Regions from separate parts of the Mus musculus genome. Here regions 1, 3, 4 and 5 are each linked to region 2. Evidence: chromatin contacts called from public HiChIP or PLAC-seq and promoter capture Hi-C data. All regions are on one chromosome and are shown on one strand. The core of a region is the stretch at or near the end of the contact, and the rest is flanking DNA. Distances in the headings are between cores, read along the strand shown. Region 1 holds the start of Syt6 (synaptotagmin VI). Region 2 holds the start of Phtf1os (putative homeodomain transcription factor 1, opposite strand). Region 3 has its middle 59 kb from the start of Magi3. Region 4 has its middle 13 kb from the start of Gm38412. Region 5 overlaps Lrig2 (leucine-rich repeats and immunoglobulin-like domains 2).

Region 1 (3,542 bases), core at 640-3,139, 390 kb after region 2:
AGAGAGAGAGAGAGAGAGAGAGAGAGAGAGAGAGAGAGATCCCTAATGACTCATACAGAAGTGAGGTGGGCTCCACTCACAGAAGGCTGGATACAGCCTCCCTCCCTGAGCATACACACAGCCTCCCCTGACCTCTCTACCTTCCCTCTCACAGGATCTATCCCTAACCTGGAATCTTCCTCTATCTTTGACCTTTAACCTCAAATGGAAAAGGCGCTCTGGAATCTGAGGCCACTGGGAGCTCGCCCGACCTGCACCTGCTCCTGGGTACCTCTCCCCTGGTCCCTGATTACCTGTCCCTGGAGAGATGCGTGAGGACCACATTTCTGCCTTTAGCAGCCCCCTCCTGTCTTTCCCTCACTAGCCATATGGAACCACGAAGCGACTCCCACTTAAGCCTAGGCCCGGAGCCACTAGGGTCTTGGTCAGGGTCTTGATCGGGGTCTCAGTCGCGGACAAGGTACGGTGAGTCTGCAGAGCCCCAAGGAACTCCAGCGCTTGGGTCTCTGCAGGATCTCCCCACCCCCACGCCGCATTCGCTCCGGGCCGCAGGCTGCCCCCGGGCCCTTCCCTCCGAGGGGACACGACCCATACTTCCTCTGTCCTGTACCCTCCTAATTGCGGGACAAAGGATCCCGCTGCAGCAGGAGAGCTTGGCGGCAAAGACTGGTGCAGCAGGTACATACCCGGGCCGGTCGGCTGTCACGCCGCGGACACTCCCGCGGCTCCCGCCGCCAGGGCGCGACACGCCACCCCTCTTGTCGCGACTCCCGCGAGACGTCGCGGCTGCACGCAGGACCGGGTCCCCGAGGGGCTCGGGCTCAGGACTCACCCGGGCTCAGGAGCTGGACTCGGCTCGGGCTGCCGCCTAGACTTGGCGGCTGCCGGGGTTGCGTCCGGCGCAGGGTCCGCGGGGCCGGGGCAGGAGGTTCCCGCCTGGCAAAGTCGGTGAGAGGCACCGGCTCAGTTGAACACCCGCCCGGAGTCCGAGTGAGTCAGAGAGAGACCGAGGAAGCGAGTTATAGGGGTGCCGGGTGGGGGTGGGGGTACGCCACGACACTCTCCCCACCCCGCCCCCCGTCCCCCCTCCCCCCCGGCGAGACGCAGACAGCCACTCGCTGCTGAGAAACCTGGACACAAAGACCGCGTGCCAGCTGCAGGCGCAAGTTTTTCCCAAGCCCAGTGGCACCGCCAGCCTTTACCCAGTCACTAATGAGCCCTGGATCCTAGATCCTGAACCCTGGACAGCCCCCCACCCCCTGAAACACAGCTTTCCTCCGTGCCCAGGACGTCTCCATTCCCCTCACCCTGGCCAATCGCTCCTGGGATGAGCCCAAGACACAAGGGAAACTGAGGCCCCAAGGATGCCGCATCTCCGGGCTCTCATAATTAGTGACCTGGAAGGAGAAGGGTTCTCTCCTCTCAGGTCCTCTTCGAATCTCTCCCTGCGGGCGGTGAGCCAGGGAACTGACCCAGACTGGGACTCCGAGCTAGACTTCTGAGGTTCTGGGGCCCTTGGGCTGGTACCTTGGGCAGGGGAGGCCACTGAGAAGAGAAATCCAGGAGTGGAGAGGGACCTGGGTCTCCCAGTACCTGAGTCTGCCGCGCTTGGACTCTGCTCCGGGGACTGCAGCTCGAAGCTCCGACAAGTCTCAACGTCCAGCCCGAGAGGGGGCGGCCGGGCCCGGCACAGAGAAGCCAGGACCGCGAGCGCCGCCTGGCACCGAGGCCCTCCGGCCCCCCAAACCCCGCTCATGCCCCGGACACTCAGGCCAGCGGAGTAGTGGCTCGAACTCCAGCCGCGGCCGGACTGGGGCGGGGTAAGAAGGCCCCAAGAAGACCCTCCCCGCAGCGGCCCCCTGAGGCTCCGCTCTGCTTTTAATCACTTCCCCGCAGGGTCCCCGCCCCTCACGTGGCATCCCGCGGCAGCTGGCAAGTCTGGCGCCTCACGGCCGCCCCCTCCACACTCAGGGACTTGCCTGAGTCCGGGCAGGTTCCAACCCCGCTGTCCCACATCATGCAGGATCAAGGCCAACTGAGTCCTCACTGCGGATATGACCTTGGGCCTTTCTGGGACTCAGTTTTCCATTTCGTAAACGAGGTGTAATAATTACTGGTGCTCTATGAGCTCCCTGGGAATATATAGGTAGTGCTTGTGAAAACGTTGGGGAAACTGCCACATGCCAAACAAGTGGGCATCGCAATAACACAACATAAAAAGGAGTGGTCTGACTGTATGGCGGGAGGACCCTGCAAAGAGAGTTAACAGGAGAAGTTAGCCAGACTTTCCGGGTCTGGGCTTCGGAGATATAAGACCCCAAGACGGCAGAGCGAGGGGAACTGTAAAGAAGACTTTCAGAGCCCCGCAATCTTGCGGTCCGAGGCACCCGCACGTTGCTATGGCGACTGGAGGCAGCGGCCGTCTCTCTCCATGGCAACAGGAGGAGAAAGTTTCTGAATAGGAGTGGGGAGCATTTCAGAAAGGGGTTCGGTTCCCACCAGACCCACCTCCACGCATCAGACCAAACCCACCATAAATAATATATTTTTGTATGAAGCATATATAACAAGGACCAAAAAGACGGAAATCTAAATAGGAGGCTAGACTGTAAAAGGAGCTCCCCTCAGGAACTGTGAAGTGAGACTCAGAAGCAGGGTGGCTGTTAGTTTCGGGATGCTTTCACCCAGGCCTGGAAATCTAGGAGCCATTGCTAACAGACAGGAGAGCGACTCCCTTAAGGCCCTATCACAGTAGACTCCCACCCTTCACCTATCATCATTGTGTTGCCTTTCCGAAGTAGGATCTGGGAAAGAAACTTTAGCTGGAGCCCCTGCACCTGCAGCTACGGGGCTGGTGTGTGCAAGTGAGAGTGGTCAGGGAGGAGGGTCCTTCCTCCGAATACACGTTAATTGGAGGTGGCTTGGGCTGCGACTCAGGTTCCAGAGAGAGGAGATTTGGAGCGGTAGCTCCAGACGATCACCACCATGCACCATCTGTACCAGCCGCATCAACTGGCCCTTATAGTTGCAAACACGAGACAGACAGTGCCCAGGGTAGCAAGAGAAAGGCCTCAACCTAAGAGACCTCTTCTCTCAGCCTGGAGGTTCTCCTAACAGGCGCAGTGTCCCTGTCCGCGGTGCTGAAGATTCGGTTGGTATAATCAGCTTGTGCGCGCTGTGTTAGGGAAGAGTGGGGAGGGGCTATTATAGCGGGTTCGCAGCTTCCACCCGGGTCCCTAGAGCCTGCCATAGAGAAGTGTGGGAACTTGAGCGGAAGGGACTGAGGACGGCTTGATCCATGGTTCAATCCAGACCACCTTCCAGGCAGTGGTGCTGGATTGCTGTTCCAACAACAGGTAAGCTTCTGCCTCTCCACTTGCCTTCCACCCACCTGAGGAACCCAGACGCCCGATATCCTCCCCTCCATCACCAATGTAGATTTCAGCCCCGAGGAGAGTTCGGAGTTCCGAGGCCCCAGGCAACACTCTCATTAGCAGCTTCCCAAGCGGGGGTTTTGTGTTTATGTAAAACACAAATGGAGA
Region 2 (3,686 bases), core at 484-2,983:
GGATCTGAACTGTCATATGGTAAAAAGCTGACCAGAAATAAGAAGCCACTCTTCAATTTCCCTGGGACATTTGCTGCTGAGGCCACATATCGACTGTCCTCTATCATTACCCATGCGCTGCCGGCTTCCTTGTAAGACTCGGAGGGTAAAAGAATGCATACTTGGTGGATAAATGCAAGTGTGATCCTCTCTTCTCTTTAAAGCAGTAACAAAGCTAGAATCAAAGAAATCAATTTACCTTAATCTGAGTCTGTTCGATTGACTTTTCCCATATCTGCTGATCATATGCTCCAATCTGAAACAAGGAGCAGGCTATTTAAATGATGCAAAGGCAATCTTTGTATCTAAGTCAAACCTCACAAGGCCATGAATCTATTAAATATGGTATCTGGAAAGTGGGTTTCTTACATATTAAGTTCATATTCCCCAGGGATGTTTTAAAAAAAAAGAAAGAAAAAAAAAAAAAGGCTGAATCTAAAAAGTGAAAAAAGCAACCCTCCAAATATTTTACACTAAAGATCACCTAAAATTCCACTCCCTGAAGAAAGCATCAATGGGAATCAGAGAGGAAGAAAAGGTAAGGAGCAGCTCAATCAGACGATAGTAACAATCTGAGCCATGCAGATAAGGATTTCATTCTTGTCTTTATAAAAAAAAAAAAAAATTAAAAGACTGATAATTTGCAAAAGCAAAGCATTGTAGTAGTTCGTGTATGCTGCCTTGAGAAAGGTGACTTACAGCTCACTTCCTAGAACCTAAAACTGTGTTTATAATGACTTTGCACATCATTTTTTATAATTATGTTGAGATGTTATATAAGAACATGTGATATTACCAAACTTAAGGAAAGTTAACAATATTCTTTAAGGGAGTTTTTTGCAGGGAGTATGGTTTACAAACAAAAACTACTGTTGTTACCTTCTTCTGATACCATGATATAGCATCTCTCTCATTTGAGGCCATCTGTGTCTCCAGCCAGAGAAATGGGATCTCACTGAAAACGAAGGAAATATCTCGGTAAGTCCAGTTGTTTCAGGTCATTGTCCCGTTTGGGGGTATGGCTTAAAATCTGCTTCTCTCAGTCTCTCCATTAGCTAGCTGCTCTTACTCAGGGTGTTCGCCAGAAAGAGGTGGGGGGAGGGGGAAATAGGCGAAACAGCATCCGAGAAGCCTCTGCACCACCCAGCACAAGAATGGATGCGGGGACAGCAAGTACCCGAGCTGGCCTCCCGCGCCCTCTGCCTCCCCGCGGCCGGCTCACCTGGTGCCCGCTGCCAGGCAGGCTGCCGGCCGGGCCCCCGCTGCTCAGTGACCCCCGCCGGACCGAGAGGCCGGGGGCGAGGCGGCGGGCCCGGCAGGCCGCATCTTCCCCCAGAGGCCCGGCCGTCCGCCTGGCCGTTACCATGGAGACCGCGGCGGCCAGCCCTGCCCCGGAGGCAGCCCAGCGTCCTGCGCCGGGAGGAGCGCAGCCTGCAGCCACAGACGCCCGACCTAGGCGGCCACAGAACAGGCCATGGGAGAAGCCAGGAGCCAACTGGGGAATGAGCAGAAGGAAGCGGGAAGGGTGCCTTCGCCAGCCACCTCGGCACCCGCAAGGGCTGGGTGCCCGGCTGGAAGCCAGCAGACGGCCCCGGGCCGGAGCAACGGCGCGCGTCCTCCGTGAGGGACGGGCCGCAGCTCCACAAGCTCTCGATGCGATCGGCCGCTTCCGCCTTCCGGCTCCGCCCCCGGCCGCCTTCCCGCCGCTCTGGCTGCCCGGAGGAAGAAGCCGACAGCCGCCTCGCGTGTAACCCTCGACGCTTAACGGAAAGTCACCTCAGAAACGACCCTCCCAGTACCCGTCGGTCCCCGGGAGGCTGGTCCCGATGTTCCAGAGGTTCCTGTGCGGGTCTGTAGCATTTAGCGTGGTGTTTACTTCATGTCCTTGTCTCCTTTGGGGGGACGAGACTAGTGCAGGGCACGAGCCTTCGCTCGAGTTCTCCGTTCTTGTTGGATGGACAAATGTTGGTGAATTTGCGCGGCCTGGAACGCGGACAGGCTGCCTGTGGCCCAGTGGTTCCTCCTTCGGCTCTCGGCAGCTCTGGGACAAAGGCTTTCTGCTGCCCACACAACACTAAGGGGATGCACAGGGCTCGGACTGCACTGGGACTTCCCCCAAATCGGAGAAAATGGCTGTTTATAGTGATTTAAAGAGAGGTCCAGAGAAAGGGCAACTGCACTCTAATGTAAATATAAATATGTATACCCACAGGGTTTCTAAGCTGTTCTTGTCTCTACACATTTGTGTGCACCTTAGTGGTTTGTTTCCAGGGGCCACTGTCTTGAACTTATTAAAAGCTAAGTCCTTTCTTGCCCTAGGCACTAAGCATTTAGTTGATGTAAGGCTAAAAATGGGTAATAGTTACCACTTAGGCAGTCTCCAGCCATTAAAACAGCATCAAATGAAAGTTATCCATACTGTGAAACGACTAAAATGTTAACACCCATAGGAATTATTTTTAAAAATTGCCTCACCCATTGGCAGTGATCCCCACTGTATACCCCTTAACTGTTCAGGGTTAAATAAAAAGCTGTTGAGCCTTAACAGCCCCTTCAGTGCTGCTGGACAGTGGAGCTCAAGGCAACAACCAACTCATTTTGGTAAATGACCTCAAAAAATTACTGTTAAGACCTAAATTTAACACTAATAACAAAAGCATTTGGCTTCATTGCCAAACACACGAGAGGTTTTCTGGGCTGTGGCTGTACTTTGAGGAATAGAATTGGTGGTACAGCTGCAAATTATTTTTCAGGAACCCTGGTAAAAATTTTCAGTGTTTTATTAGGATGCTGCTGTGTAAGGCCAAGCTTTGAACCCCCCAAAAAACATTCAGGCCCCAGCTCCCAGTAATGAACTGTCATTTTAGGAAATTGACTTAACAAGTCTGTTTTCTCACCAGTGTTGTGGAGATAATTAACCCCCTCCTATCTATGAGAACTGATGAAATACTGAGACCCTTCTAAGACCTAAATGCTGTCAGGACAGGCACTTCAACTACAGAGTTCACACAAAACTTAATGAGGAAAGGGATTCTCTTGTCTCCCATACTCCATCCACATCTGAAAAGTAAGCATCTTCATTATTATGCCATGCATCGTCACAAGCCTACGGCTGCTCTAAATGCAGGTAACCAATTTTAAGCAGCAATAAGGACAACTATCACAAATAAAAGCTTCATTTTTCTTCAAAACTAGTTGTACCTCAGTCTGGGTATCTCTGACTTTTTCTTTGGCAAAGAAAAGTCCATGATTTTCTTCTAAAGCTTAAAACTAAAATGGCAAAAAGAAGGTGAGTAGATGGATGCATGTGTGTGTGGAGAAGACTAGTACTCGACAAACAGGGTGCCAGCAATGACAACTCCCATGTGCTATTCATTTTGAAACATCAGTAAAGGACAAATCAGACTTTGTTTATTAAAAAAATACTTTACAGGAAAAAAAAGAAACCTATGCATTCCATTGTCCTACTTTACAAAGAAATAGCTTAACAATTTAACACACTCAGACAGCTACAAAAAAGCACTGTGTTAAAAGAATTATTATTCACACAAATTTGAGATTTAAGACTATCCATTAAAAACCTTTTAAAACACTTGTTAATGTCAATAAACAAACTAAGGCCACACAAACGCAAATAGTCCGCCAGG
Region 3 (3,360 bases), core at 539-3,038, 310 kb before region 2:
CAACTTTAACCCTCAGGAGAGCCTGTCAATCATGAAGGAAACATACCATGCCCATTTCTCAGGTAGGAGTGGGAAGATTCAAGATTCCCTTACCCTCACCTAGCTCATAGGAGAAGCCAGGACTGGTACTCAGGTTCTCTGAGCTATGAAAACTACACTGATAGATCTAGGACTACAGCTCAGCGGTAGAGAAGGCTTCTTTAGAATGTGTGGGACTTGGGGTCAATCTCTAGTACTACCACCACTACCACCACCACCACCACCACCACCACCCCAACACATACTCACACTTACTAGGGAGACTTAATAAGTGTCTCCAAACCCCAAATAGGGAACTGACAACAGAGGGGATATCACCAAAGTCCAGCTTGATCAGCTCATGAGACTTGTTACGGTCATCTACAGGAATATGGATGAGGGCTTATCTACAGAAGAAGAAATAATTCAAAAGATGGTTGCATCAGCAAAGTTCACCTCAGCATGGGTGACAGGTCACACAGATACTGGGGACCTGGAGCACACTGCATGACATGCAGGCAGCTCAGATTGGAGAGTGTCCTTTCAGGTGGTCTGAGCCTCTTCCAGGTGACCTCTGCTGCTTTTGTGCAGTCTATCTCATGTATGTTCTTTCCAGGCACCTTGGCTGGCCCAAGAGTGTTTTTCAGCAGTCCTTATTGCTTGTATGTGCTTGGGAAGGGATGGGCATAATGATTCTGGTCAGTTTCAGGGACTTTCTGAAGCCATTATGTTTTTTACTTCCTGTGTTTAACAAGCTTTCCTGCAGGATAGAACATTTTACCTTCCTTTATAACATCCTATTATCTGCCTGTAAATATCCTGTATCTTAATGAGCTCCCTGCTTAGGGCATCCTGTTGTTGCATCTCCCTTTTAACATTCTGTGTCTTAAAATATTCTGTTGTTTTGCTTCCCCTTTAACATCCTGTGTCTTAATGAGCCTCACTTAAAAATGGAATGTTTTAATCTAGAAGGAAAGTGCTACACAACCCTATACCACACACATATGTGTCCGTACACACAGAGATGAAACTGGGGGTCACTGATGAGTTGGTGGGAAGAGAGGGAATCTAGCTGATAGAAGATAGGAAGAACCAGCCTAAACGATGTTCTGCCTACGTCAATACCATTTATTGAATTCTCACTTTGTTTCAGGTTCCATGCTGGGCACTTACTGTAAATTGCCTTATCTTCCAGATAAAAGCCAGATCTGCCTTGATTGAATCCCAGATCTGCTTACTTAGTGTTCAGTGTCTAGATTTAGGCATGCTGCAGTTTCTCCTTCTGTAAAACAAAGCTGGTAAAGGGAGCTCTCTCAAGTGACTATGGCTCAGGCTAAGTCTAAGAGGGTGGCTTTTTTTCTTGTTTTACAACTATGTTAATATTTTATTATTATCACAGTCCCCAAAACATTCACATTCTTACCAATGAAGGAAACTGATGCCCATAGAGGTCTGCTGGCCCAAGACCACATATCTTATAAGTGATAGTTCCAGCCTAAGCTAGTTAAATAGTGAAACCTGTGCCCTTTCTACATTCAGAGGAAAAAAAAAAAATAAGCCTAATGGCTAAGCGAGAAGGTAGGCCCCTGGGGCCATAAAGTCATTGGCCAGCACTTTCTGATGTTATCTTGAGCTAGTTGCTTAACTTCTTTCTCAGTGGTGATTTCGACATCTCAAAAAAAATGATCAAACGGGCGGGCGGGCGGGAGAGATTGCTTAGGAGAGATGGCTCAGCAGGCATGGCTTTGATGCCAGACCAGCTGACCTGAGTTTGATCCCTGGGACCAAAGTGGTAAAGAGAACTGAACCTAGCAAGTTGTTGTCTTCTGACCTCTTCACTTGTGCAATAGTATGTACACACACACACACACACACACACACACACACACACACAGAGAGAGAGAGAGAGAGAGAGAGAGAATACATGTAATACAAATAATGATCAAATTTGGCATGTTATATAATACGTTACATAGCCAAACATAGTTAATTTTGCTTCTTATGCTACCAAAGTGCTGAGGTTTTCTTTTTGCTGTCATTGTATTTTGTTTGTTTTGTTTTGTTTTGTTTCATTTTGCTTTTGAGACACAGTCTCTCTATGTGGCCCTGGATGTTCTGGAACTCCCTGTGTAGACCAGAGTGGCCTCAAACCAACAGAGATCCATCTGTCTCTGCCTCCCAAGTGCTGAGATCAAAGGCATGCACCACTATGCCTGTGATCTTGAAGGATATAATGATGAGGAAGGTTGTGGAAACTCTTCCTGGCAGCTTGAGATTAAGGTAGAGACAGAACTGCTGTCTTAGCAGGAAGGCAAGAAAGAAAGAAAAAGAAGGAAGGAAAGAAGGAAGGAAGGAAGGAAGGAAGAAAAGAAGGAAGGAAAGAAGGGAGGGAGGGAGGGAGGGAGGGAGGGAGGGAGGGAGGGAGGGAGATAAATAGCTCACAAGACTGAAAGAGTTCATCATGTGTTTTTACAATTTTAAGGTGTTAGTCACTAGCTCTCACTAATGACACTGATGTTTACTAACTTGACTTCATGATGTAGGCTTTGAACTTTTAATCCATGTTACTGATCAAATTAATATAATATAAATGATGGATATTTTCTAACCTGAAAGGGATAGCATTACTAATTCAGTTGGGACTTTAAAACTTGTCAAAAGCCATTACAACAACTGCCATCCATAGTTCCTTTTCTGTCAAGACGAATCAAGGTAGAAAGGATGCCTAGGTATTCATTAAGAGTTGGTGGCTGAAAACATTATAGTCTGGAGATAGCCATCCCCGTGACCTCTTTTCTTCTTGAGGAGTCATCTCATGGAAGCTGAGACGAGACTGCGGTTTGGACAGGCAAGAAAAACGTGAAGGTACCTGGTGTATTCATAGAAACAAAAACACGTTGAAAGCCTGGCTTACTCTTGTCTCCTGCTCTTCACACACACACACACACACAGACAGACACACACACACCCTCAGAGTCAATTGTCCATTAAGGGCCCTTTAGTGAAACTATGTATGTTGTACATGATCTGTGATGTTTAATGTGACTGATGATCTTTACCTGAAGCAGGCAGAAAGAAAAGCTGGAGTGTGGTGATTGCGGGCAAAGCCCTGTCATTAGGGAGAACTTGTAAGAATCTGACTATGCAAGCAGATGTGGGCAAGCTGTATTCAGAGACTGGATTCTACCCCAGAGCCTGCAGCAGGGACCCAAGAAATCCATCCATATTTGGAGTAAACATCTCAGGATGCTAGCCTCATGCAACTCAGAATTGTAAGAATCCAGTCTGCTATACCAAGTGACAACCCAGGAAGCAAAACTCAACCCAGCATGCCAGGACTTG
Region 4 (3,531 bases), core at 745-3,244, 430 kb before region 2:
CACTTCCGTCCATGCCTCTGGACTCTGAACATTGTTCTTTCATTCATAACTTTCTGAGTATTTCATTTTGTATGCTCTTTTTACCTGTGCTGATATTTTGTCTGCATGTTTATATGTATGCCTGGTGCAGAGGAGAACATGGGTGTGTGTGCCTGTGGCTATGCAGGGGTGAGGGGTGGGAGGGGGCACACATACTTGCATGTATGCACGTTTATGTGTGCATCTGCACATGTGAGTGTGCGTGAATATGCAAGTGTGTACATGTGGAGGCCTAAGGTGGATAACTGGATCCTTCTCAGTAGCTCTTCCACTGAGGAAGGGTTTCGCCATCAAATTCAGAATTCCAGATGGGGCTGGTCTCAGGAGCCAGCTTGTTCGCTCTGGAGATTCCTTGTCTCCACCGTCTGAGGCTGAGTTACTGACTGGCTGCCACAGCGACCTGGCATTTGTATGGGTTCTGGGTATCTGAACCACCGCCCTCACATTTGCTTTGGCAAAGGCTTTAACTCCTGAGCCATCTCACCGGGCCAGCCGGGCCGTTTGTTTGTTTGTTTGTTTGTTTGTTTTAAACTAAGTTAATTAACTAACCTGGGATAGATCATTCAGAGGGTAAGAGCACTTGCTGCTCTTTCAGGGACCCGAGCTTTAGTCCCCAGCACTCACATGACACTTTACAACGGTTGGTAACTTCAGTTCCAGGGCTTTAGTGCCTTCTGGCCTCCTAGGTACCAGGCACAGTTGTGGCACACAGATATACATTCAGGGGCAACAAATAAAAATAAAAAACCCTTAGAGAATAAAAGTTGATTCTCTCAAGCGTTTGTTGCTATGAGAGAGAGAGCAGACAGACAGACAGAAGGGTTGTAGTAGGACAAGAAGGACACACTTTGGCTTCAGGGCTATGTCATTTTTTTGTAACTGTCAGTCTGAGTTTCTCCACTCAGGTCATTATCAACCCAGCTCCATTTCCACATTGTGCTGTTGTGGTGCACAGTCCATTTCATCTGTGTACCATTCCAGTCTCAGGAATGCACTGGCTCCTTTCCCCCAATATTGCATAGATCTAAGGGGACCTGCTGGAGCACCCCCCCTTCCCCTCCAGGGACAACGGCTCACTCTAGCCTCGGTTTGAGACTGGGGATCTGAGATCTGCTGAGCAGACAGGCTTCCCTTCGGATGCTTGCTTTTGTTTAGGTTTGCAAGATGAGAGTCTGCTCTGACTCCAAGGTCTTAATGAAGCTTTTCTAACTTAATTTTCAGAGGTAATGACAGAGCCACCCCTGAATATTTGATCCGCGCCATCCCTGGCTTCCACTTGCATGAGATATTTGGCGTGGTTCTCCCGTGCTCTGCAAGCCTGGCAGCTTGTGTTTCTTTCCTGCTGTGCCGCAGCGTGGGGCTTTGGACCATCGCCTGATTATTATGCCTCCCTTAATGTTTTTGTTTGTGTTTCTGTCAAATATCTTCTTAAAGGTTGATTCCTGTCCTCTCTTAAGAGCAGATTGAAAATAAATAAAATAAAATCAAATAGGCTTGTGCTCTGTGTGAAATGCCTTTATTATTGATGAAGATATCCTGTTCCAGTGTCTACCAGTCACCTGCTTATCCAGGTCAGGAGCTGGGAGCCTTTCTCCAGGCTGTGTTAGCCTCTAGCGCTTCAGTGATGTGAATATGAAGCAGTCTTCATTGCAGGGGTTCAGCACACTGGCTGTAGCCCTAGTGCAGTGTGTGTCACACAGTGAGGAAGGGTCCTCCTCTGCCCCAGTTCTGACATGCTGAAAAGGAGCTTCAGCGAAGGGACCTCGTCCTGTGACCCCTGGGCCGACCCATTTGCTCCTTCCTGCTGAGACTAAGAATGCTTATTGTTTGATGAACATTTTAATGTGGGCTGGTACTTGGAATGATTGACATGCATCATCTAACAGAAGAATTATACAGGGTAGAGAACACTATATTCACAGCCAGAAGCAGGGAGAGATGATGTCTGTGCTCAACTTACTTTGTTCTTTTCATTTAGTCTGGGAGCCCAGCCCATGAGCTCACTCATCCTAGTCTATGTAATAAGCCCTCACAGATATGCCTGGAGATTTTTTTTCCACCTTGATTCTAAACCCCATCAAGTTGATAATGAAGACTAACTGTCCTAACCTCTGTCAATTGGACCCCTAAGCATATCACTTTAAAAAAATTATTCATTTATTTTATGTATGTGACTACCCTGTAGCTCTCTCTCCAGACACACCAGAAGAGGGCATCAGATCCCATTACAGATGGTTGTGAGCCACCATGTGGTTGCTGGAAATTGAACTAGGACTTCTGGAAGAGCAGTCATTGCTCTTAACCACTGAGCAATCTCTCCTATCCCAGCATATCATGTTTCAGCCATAAGCTCCCACCTTTCTCCCCAGAGGCTCAAGGCCACCATATAAAATGAGATGCATCCAGTTGAACTTCAAAAGTCCCCATGATCTTAACAAATCCAACACTGTTTATAAGTCCAAAATTATAGCCTCATCTTGAACTTGGGAAATCTCTTAACTGTGAGCTCTTATGAAATAAAAAACACACTGTATTCTTCCAGTTTACAATGGTGCAGAATAAATATCTCCATTACAAAAGGGATGAATAGGCGACTAGCAAGAACGAATCAGACTGTAGATGGAAACCTAGAAGGGCAAATAGCAACCATGTAGCTGGATGTCTGACATCTGGGAACACTGATAGAATTGTTCAGGCTCCAAAGGGCTTGCATGGTTCACTCCTCTGGCTCTGCTACCTGCAGCAAACACAATTGCTCTCTTGTGCCAACTCTACCTCATGTCTGCAGCTTTCCTCGGCATATGCTCTGTGGTCTGGGCATCTCCAACATCGCTTATCATTTGCTAATATGATTGTTATTCTATTGACCAGCATAGCTAATGTAATAACCATCCTGGAGACTCCAGTGCAACCTAGCTTTACTTGCGCAGCTTCATGTGGTAGCCTCTTGGGACCTCCTTGCCTAGCTAGCATCAACTTCAGGAATCATGGTAGTCGACTCCATGACCTCTTCAGGCTTTCCCCTTTTCACGTCTATAACACCAGTACCATTTGGACAATGCTGCCTAGTTCTGAAGCTAGCTTGGGACGGAGCTGGGCTGGTTTTGCACACAGCTGCATGGCTCTGTGTGTGTTAACCCAGGCAAGGCATTCACACGCAGGTATTTTTGAGCAGGGAACCCCGGTCCCATTTTAGGTCCTTTTACTTGAATTTGCATTTTCACTTTGGTAGATGGGATCTTGTCCCTCAGGTCAGTTTATTGTCCCCACTACAGAGACCAGGTTTTTCTTTAGTGACACTAATCACTAACAATTGGAGCTACTGTGTCATATTCACTCTCCTCCTCTGGAGCTGTAAGGCTGCTCACACACCGTCCTGGCCCTCTTTTTGCACTCTCTCACTGTAGGCCTGGGTAAGAGCCATTGTACAGCACAGCCTGTGTGCCATCCTGTTTTGAAATTTCCTCCTCCAAATGAATTAATCCACTACCT
Region 5 (3,541 bases), core at 227-2,726, 500 kb before region 2:
TCTGGAGTTCATCTTCCTCAGCTTTAAGCAAGAGATTAGACTCCAGCTCTAGAATCTCCTTCAATCTTAACATAGCTCCTGGGGCTGAAACATACATGGCTGGAGAGATGGCTCAGCGGGTAAGAGCACTGACTGCTCTTCCTGAGTTCAATTCCCAGCAACCACATGGTGGTTCACAACCATCTGTAATGGGATCTGATGCCCTCTTCTGGTGTATACTGCTACAGTGTACTCATATACATTAAGTAAATAAGTAAATCTTAAAGAAAGAGAGAGAGGGAGGGAGGGAGGGAGGGAGAGAGAGAGAGAGAGAGAGAGAGAGAGAGAGAAGTTTACAGTGTTACAGTCTTTGTTGTAAAATCAGGTTTGAGGTAAAATATGTAACTGACTTGGCCACTGTTGCATTTATTCCCTTTAGATGATTTTCTGAAGCCTCAGATAAGGACACACCCTGAAAGCACAATTGCATTAAGAGGTGTTAATGTGACACTGACGTGCACTGCAGTGAGCAGCAGCGATTCACCCATGTCCACCATATGGCGCAAGGACAGTGAGATCCTGTATGATGTGGATATTGAGAATTTTGTTCGTTATCGGCAGCAGGATGGAGAAGCTCTAGAATATACTAGTGTCTTGCGCCTCTTCAGTGTGAACTTCACAGATGAAGGGAAATACCAGTGCATTGTTACTAATCACTTTGGTTCTAATTATTCTCAGAAAGCCAAATTGACTGTAAATGGTAAGGAATTGTGCTACTGGACTTTTAAAATGCTTTTTTTTTTTTAATGTATTTCTAGAATAATCACCATGCCTGTCTGGCTATGCTGTTGGGAAAAAGTACTTTGAAGTATTTTTTACATCTAAATTATGTCTCAATTATAAATCATTTTAGATGTAAATTGACAAGAAAATTGGATCATACCCCAGGTTTGGAGGGAGCCCTTAGTGTTACTTTCTCGTGACTGTGGCACATGGAAGGGGTGCACTTGTGCCCACTGGCCTGCATTCTCCTTTGCCCTAGGAGATACTTGACTTCCTTTTCTGTTTGTTAAAAGACAGTCTTTTGTGGTCTCAGTTTCTTTCCAAAACCACAATTCTCAGAAAAGTATGATTTCCTTTCTCTCATACTGTTTACACTTGAGGGTGTTTAGGACATCTCTGGGTCTAGTCGTGTCTGTAGCTCTCTGGATATAGCCAAAATCATTTTGAAAATAAAGCTCTCCTGGTAGTTGTAAAACCTTTTCTAAAGCAGCTTGGTCTGTCTGTTACTGTGAGATTGAGTAACTCCTGTGCTACAGCAGAGCAATGTACGTGTGCCCTGTGCCTGTGTTTCTTTTTTTTTTTTTAACATTTCTAGCTCTGTTTTCTTTTTTTAAGATTTTATCTTATTGTTTTGTGGGTATTAGTGGTTTACCTTCATTTATGTTTGCACCACATGCATGCCTGGTACCCACAAAGGCCTACAGAGGGCATTGGATCTCCCAGGACTGAAGTATCAGACAGTTGTAAGCTGCCCTGTGGGTGCTGGGAGTTGGACCTGAGTCCCGCAAGAGCAACACCTGCTCTTAACCACTGAGACAACGCTTCAGCTGTACAACCCACTCTGATGTTTCCTAAATCAGGTTTAAAAAAAACATAATTAAAGAAACAAAACAAAAACGGGTTCTATTAACATCTGCTCTTGTTAGATTGGGAAGCATCACTTGATTGTCCTAAGTGAAAGAGGAATAATAAGCACCGAATTCTAAACTGTCATTCAAAAAAGCTTTTGGTTTTCTGATTTCCTTCTTTCCATCAGCATGGTGAATGGGTATGGCTTGTATTCTAGAAGTATTACTTTTCTGCACATACTGATGGGCTGGTAGGAAAGACTGTTGCCAACGCTGTGTTGTCAGTTCAGAGAATATGGTTTCTCAAAGAAATAGTGCATTTTACATCAGAATTCTGCCTGCTAGATTTGTGTCCATGTGTGTTTTCCTTTTGCCTACTTTCTCTGTACTGTTTTTGGAACAGAGATGCCGTCTTTTTTGAAAACTCCAATGGATCTAACTATTCGCACTGGTGCCATGGCAAGATTAGAATGTGCTGCAGAGGGGCACCCTACACCTCAGATTTCCTGGCAGAAGGATGGTGGCACTGATTTTCCTGCAGCCCGAGAAAGACGCATGCATGTCATGCCTGAGGATGATGTCTTCTTCATTGCCAATGTGAAGATAGAAGATATGGGAATCTATAGCTGCATGGCACAGAATATAGCAGGAGGCCTCTCAGCAAACGCCTCACTCACAGTGTTAGGTATGCTTTCTTTGTTAGGACTGCTGTTTACTGGAGCCTCTGAGACCTATGCATGGCTTAGAAAGGCAAGAAAAACAATTTGGAGGTTTTGGTTATTTTTTTTCCTTCCAAGTCAGGGTTTCTCTGCGTAGCCTCAGCTGTCCTAGAACTCACTCTGTAGATCAGGCTGGCCCTGAACTCAAAGACCCGCCTACATCTGCCTCCCAAGTACTGGGATTAAGTCTTGTGCCACCACCATCAGGCTTATGTTGTTGTTCTTATTTTTGTACTTTAGTCAGGGTATGTCAGCTGAAGGTGTTAGTGGGTTAAGTGACATACATCTTAGAACATTCCCAGGGCATAGATCTTTATAACAAGCTCCGGATCCCTTATTCTTTTAAGTTTCCCCTGTAACATTTTAATTCATATGTGTTTTCTAAGTGCTGGGATTATAACTGTGTGCCTTGTTATTCTTAGTTAAAACATGGTTCTTTATGTAACTCAACCCAAGGCAAATTATGCTGTCCAGGTCTCTGTTTTCTTAGACATCAGAGTTTTATAGGGCCATCTTCTCTTCCTCCTTTTCTTCCAACTTTTCTTATTCTTCATCTTCCTCTTCTTCCTCTTCCTCCTCTTCCTCTTCCTCCTCTTCTTCTTCCTCCTCCTCTCTCTCTCTTCTTTTTTAAAGATAGAGTCTCTCTATGATCCAGGTTGGCCTGGAGAACCCATGTCTTACAGGTGAGCCACTCTGACCTGGCTGTCAAAAACCTTTAAAATAAGTTTCTTAACTTGGATGCTGAGGCAGAAGGGTCAAGAGTTCTTGATCAGCTTGGAGTATATAGTTGAGAACCTGCCTCAAAAACATTAGAAATCCCCAGTGCTCACTCACTGACTTGTGTACCAGGCCAGTGGTGTGCTCACTCACACACTGGCATGTGTACCAGGCCGGTGTTGTGCCAAGCTAGTATCTTGCTGTGCTTTGTTTTCTTTTTTTTCTACTTTACTTACTTGCTAAGGTGCCTGGATGGCTGTAAACTATTATAGCCTGTATCACCACCGTCAGTTCACATTTAGATCTTTTCTGTTCTGAGTCTTTTGATCCTCATTAAACTGTACATTTCATCATACTTTTCATAGTCTCATTCTACAGGACTTAGGCTATACATTTCCTAACAGTATTTTTAACCTTCTCCCATTAGAGACACCCTCGTTTATTAGGCCTCTGGAGGACAAGACCGTCACCCGAGGTGAGACAGCGGTATTGCAG

The links. Promoter capture Hi-C pulls out the DNA fragments that hold promoters and counts their contacts. HiChIP or PLAC-seq counts read pairs in DNA pulled down with a chosen protein or histone mark.
Region 1: a promoter capture Hi-C map of neural stem cells shows a contact between it and region 2. The contact joins the promoter of Syt6 here to the promoter of Phtf1os in region 2. A contact is called at or near these places in 1 of 39 promoter capture datasets (neural stem cells), 1 of 484 Hi-C or Micro-C datasets (embryonic stem cells) and 2 of 115 datasets of contacts at active chromatin or transcription factors (embryonic stem cells and memory CD8 T cells).
Region 3: a contact with region 2 is called in a promoter capture Hi-C map of liver, with 2.1 times the contacts expected there. The contact joins the enhancer-like site here to the promoter of Phtf1os in region 2. A contact is called at or near these places in 2 of 39 promoter capture datasets (the 3T3-L1 cell line and liver), 1 of 15 datasets of contacts at CTCF or cohesin (the NIH/3T3 cell line), 2 of 115 datasets of contacts at active chromatin or transcription factors (cardiomyocytes and pancreatic cancer cells) and 1 of 9 other capture datasets (liver).
Region 4: a promoter capture Hi-C map of hippocampal neurons shows a contact between it and region 2, with 2.2 times the contacts expected there. The contact joins the enhancer-like site here to the promoter of Phtf1os in region 2. A contact is called at or near these places in 9 of 39 promoter capture datasets (the 3T3-L1 cell line, 3T3-L1-derived adipocytes, cranial neural crest and 5 more), 5 of 115 datasets of contacts at active chromatin or transcription factors (astrocytes, bone marrow-derived macrophages, embryonic midbrain and 1 more) and 1 of 9 other capture datasets (adipose tissue).
Region 5: an H3K4me3 HiChIP or PLAC-seq map of the SCID.adh cell line shows a contact between it and region 2, with 10 read pairs. The contact joins the enhancer-like site here to the promoter of Phtf1os in region 2. A contact is called at or near these places in 21 of 39 promoter capture datasets (the 3T3-L1 cell line, 3T3-L1-derived adipocytes, the C10 cell line and 14 more), 3 of 484 Hi-C or Micro-C datasets (bone marrow-derived macrophages, cortical neurons and nephron progenitors), 23 of 115 datasets of contacts at active chromatin or transcription factors (the 230-238 cell line, the SCID.adh cell line, VIP interneurons and 16 more) and 3 of 9 other capture datasets (adipose tissue, embryonic stem cells and liver).

What each region holds. Positions count from the first base shown.
Region 1 is chr3:103,573,592-103,577,133 of GRCm38.p6, reverse strand. Syt6 (synaptotagmin VI) reads right to left here and starts at 1,889. Exons shown (of 8, transcript NM_018800.5): 1 at 1,594-1,889. The coding sequence starts at 1,756.
Region 2 is chr3:103,966,363-103,970,048 of GRCm38.p6, reverse strand. It overlaps Phtf1os (putative homeodomain transcription factor 1, opposite strand), which reads left to right and starts at 1,733. Exons shown (of 1, transcript NR_030676.1): 1 at 1,733-3,686. Phtf1 (putative homeodomain transcription factor 1) reads right to left here and starts at 1,791. Exons shown (of 19, transcript NM_013629.2): 1 at 1,262-1,791; 2 at 919-994; 3 at 239-295. The coding sequence starts at 963. It overlaps Rsbn1 (rosbin, round spermatid basic protein 1), which reads right to left. Exons shown (of 8, transcript NM_001356556.1): 8 at 3,413-3,686.
Region 3 is chr3:104,278,074-104,281,433 of GRCm38.p6, reverse strand. No RefSeq gene overlaps it. Among named protein-coding and RNA genes, the nearest start is that of Magi3, 59 kb to the right of the region's middle. Within about 2 kb of position 1,788, at least 15 of the 459 cell types and tissues checked have an H3K27ac peak or open chromatin away from gene starts, as enhancers often do. A contact at or near this core is called in liver, where this site is marked.
Region 4 is chr3:104,394,419-104,397,949 of GRCm38.p6, reverse strand. No RefSeq gene overlaps it. Among named protein-coding and RNA genes, the nearest start is that of Gm38412, 13 kb to the left of the region's middle. Within about 2 kb of position 1,994, at least 8 of the 459 cell types and tissues checked have an H3K27ac peak or open chromatin away from gene starts, as enhancers often do. A contact at or near this core is called in hippocampal neurons, where this site is marked.
Region 5 is chr3:104,464,241-104,467,781 of GRCm38.p6, reverse strand. It overlaps Lrig2 (leucine-rich repeats and immunoglobulin-like domains 2), which reads left to right. Exons shown (of 18, transcript NM_001025067.2): 13 at 419-739; 14 at 2,014-2,295; 15 at 3,474-3,541. Among named protein-coding and RNA genes, the nearest start is that of Lrig2, 46 kb to the left of the region's middle. Within about 2 kb of position 1,476, at least 11 of the 459 cell types and tissues checked have an H3K27ac peak or open chromatin away from gene starts, as enhancers often do. A contact at or near this core is called in the SCID.adh cell line and memory CD8 T cells, where this site is marked.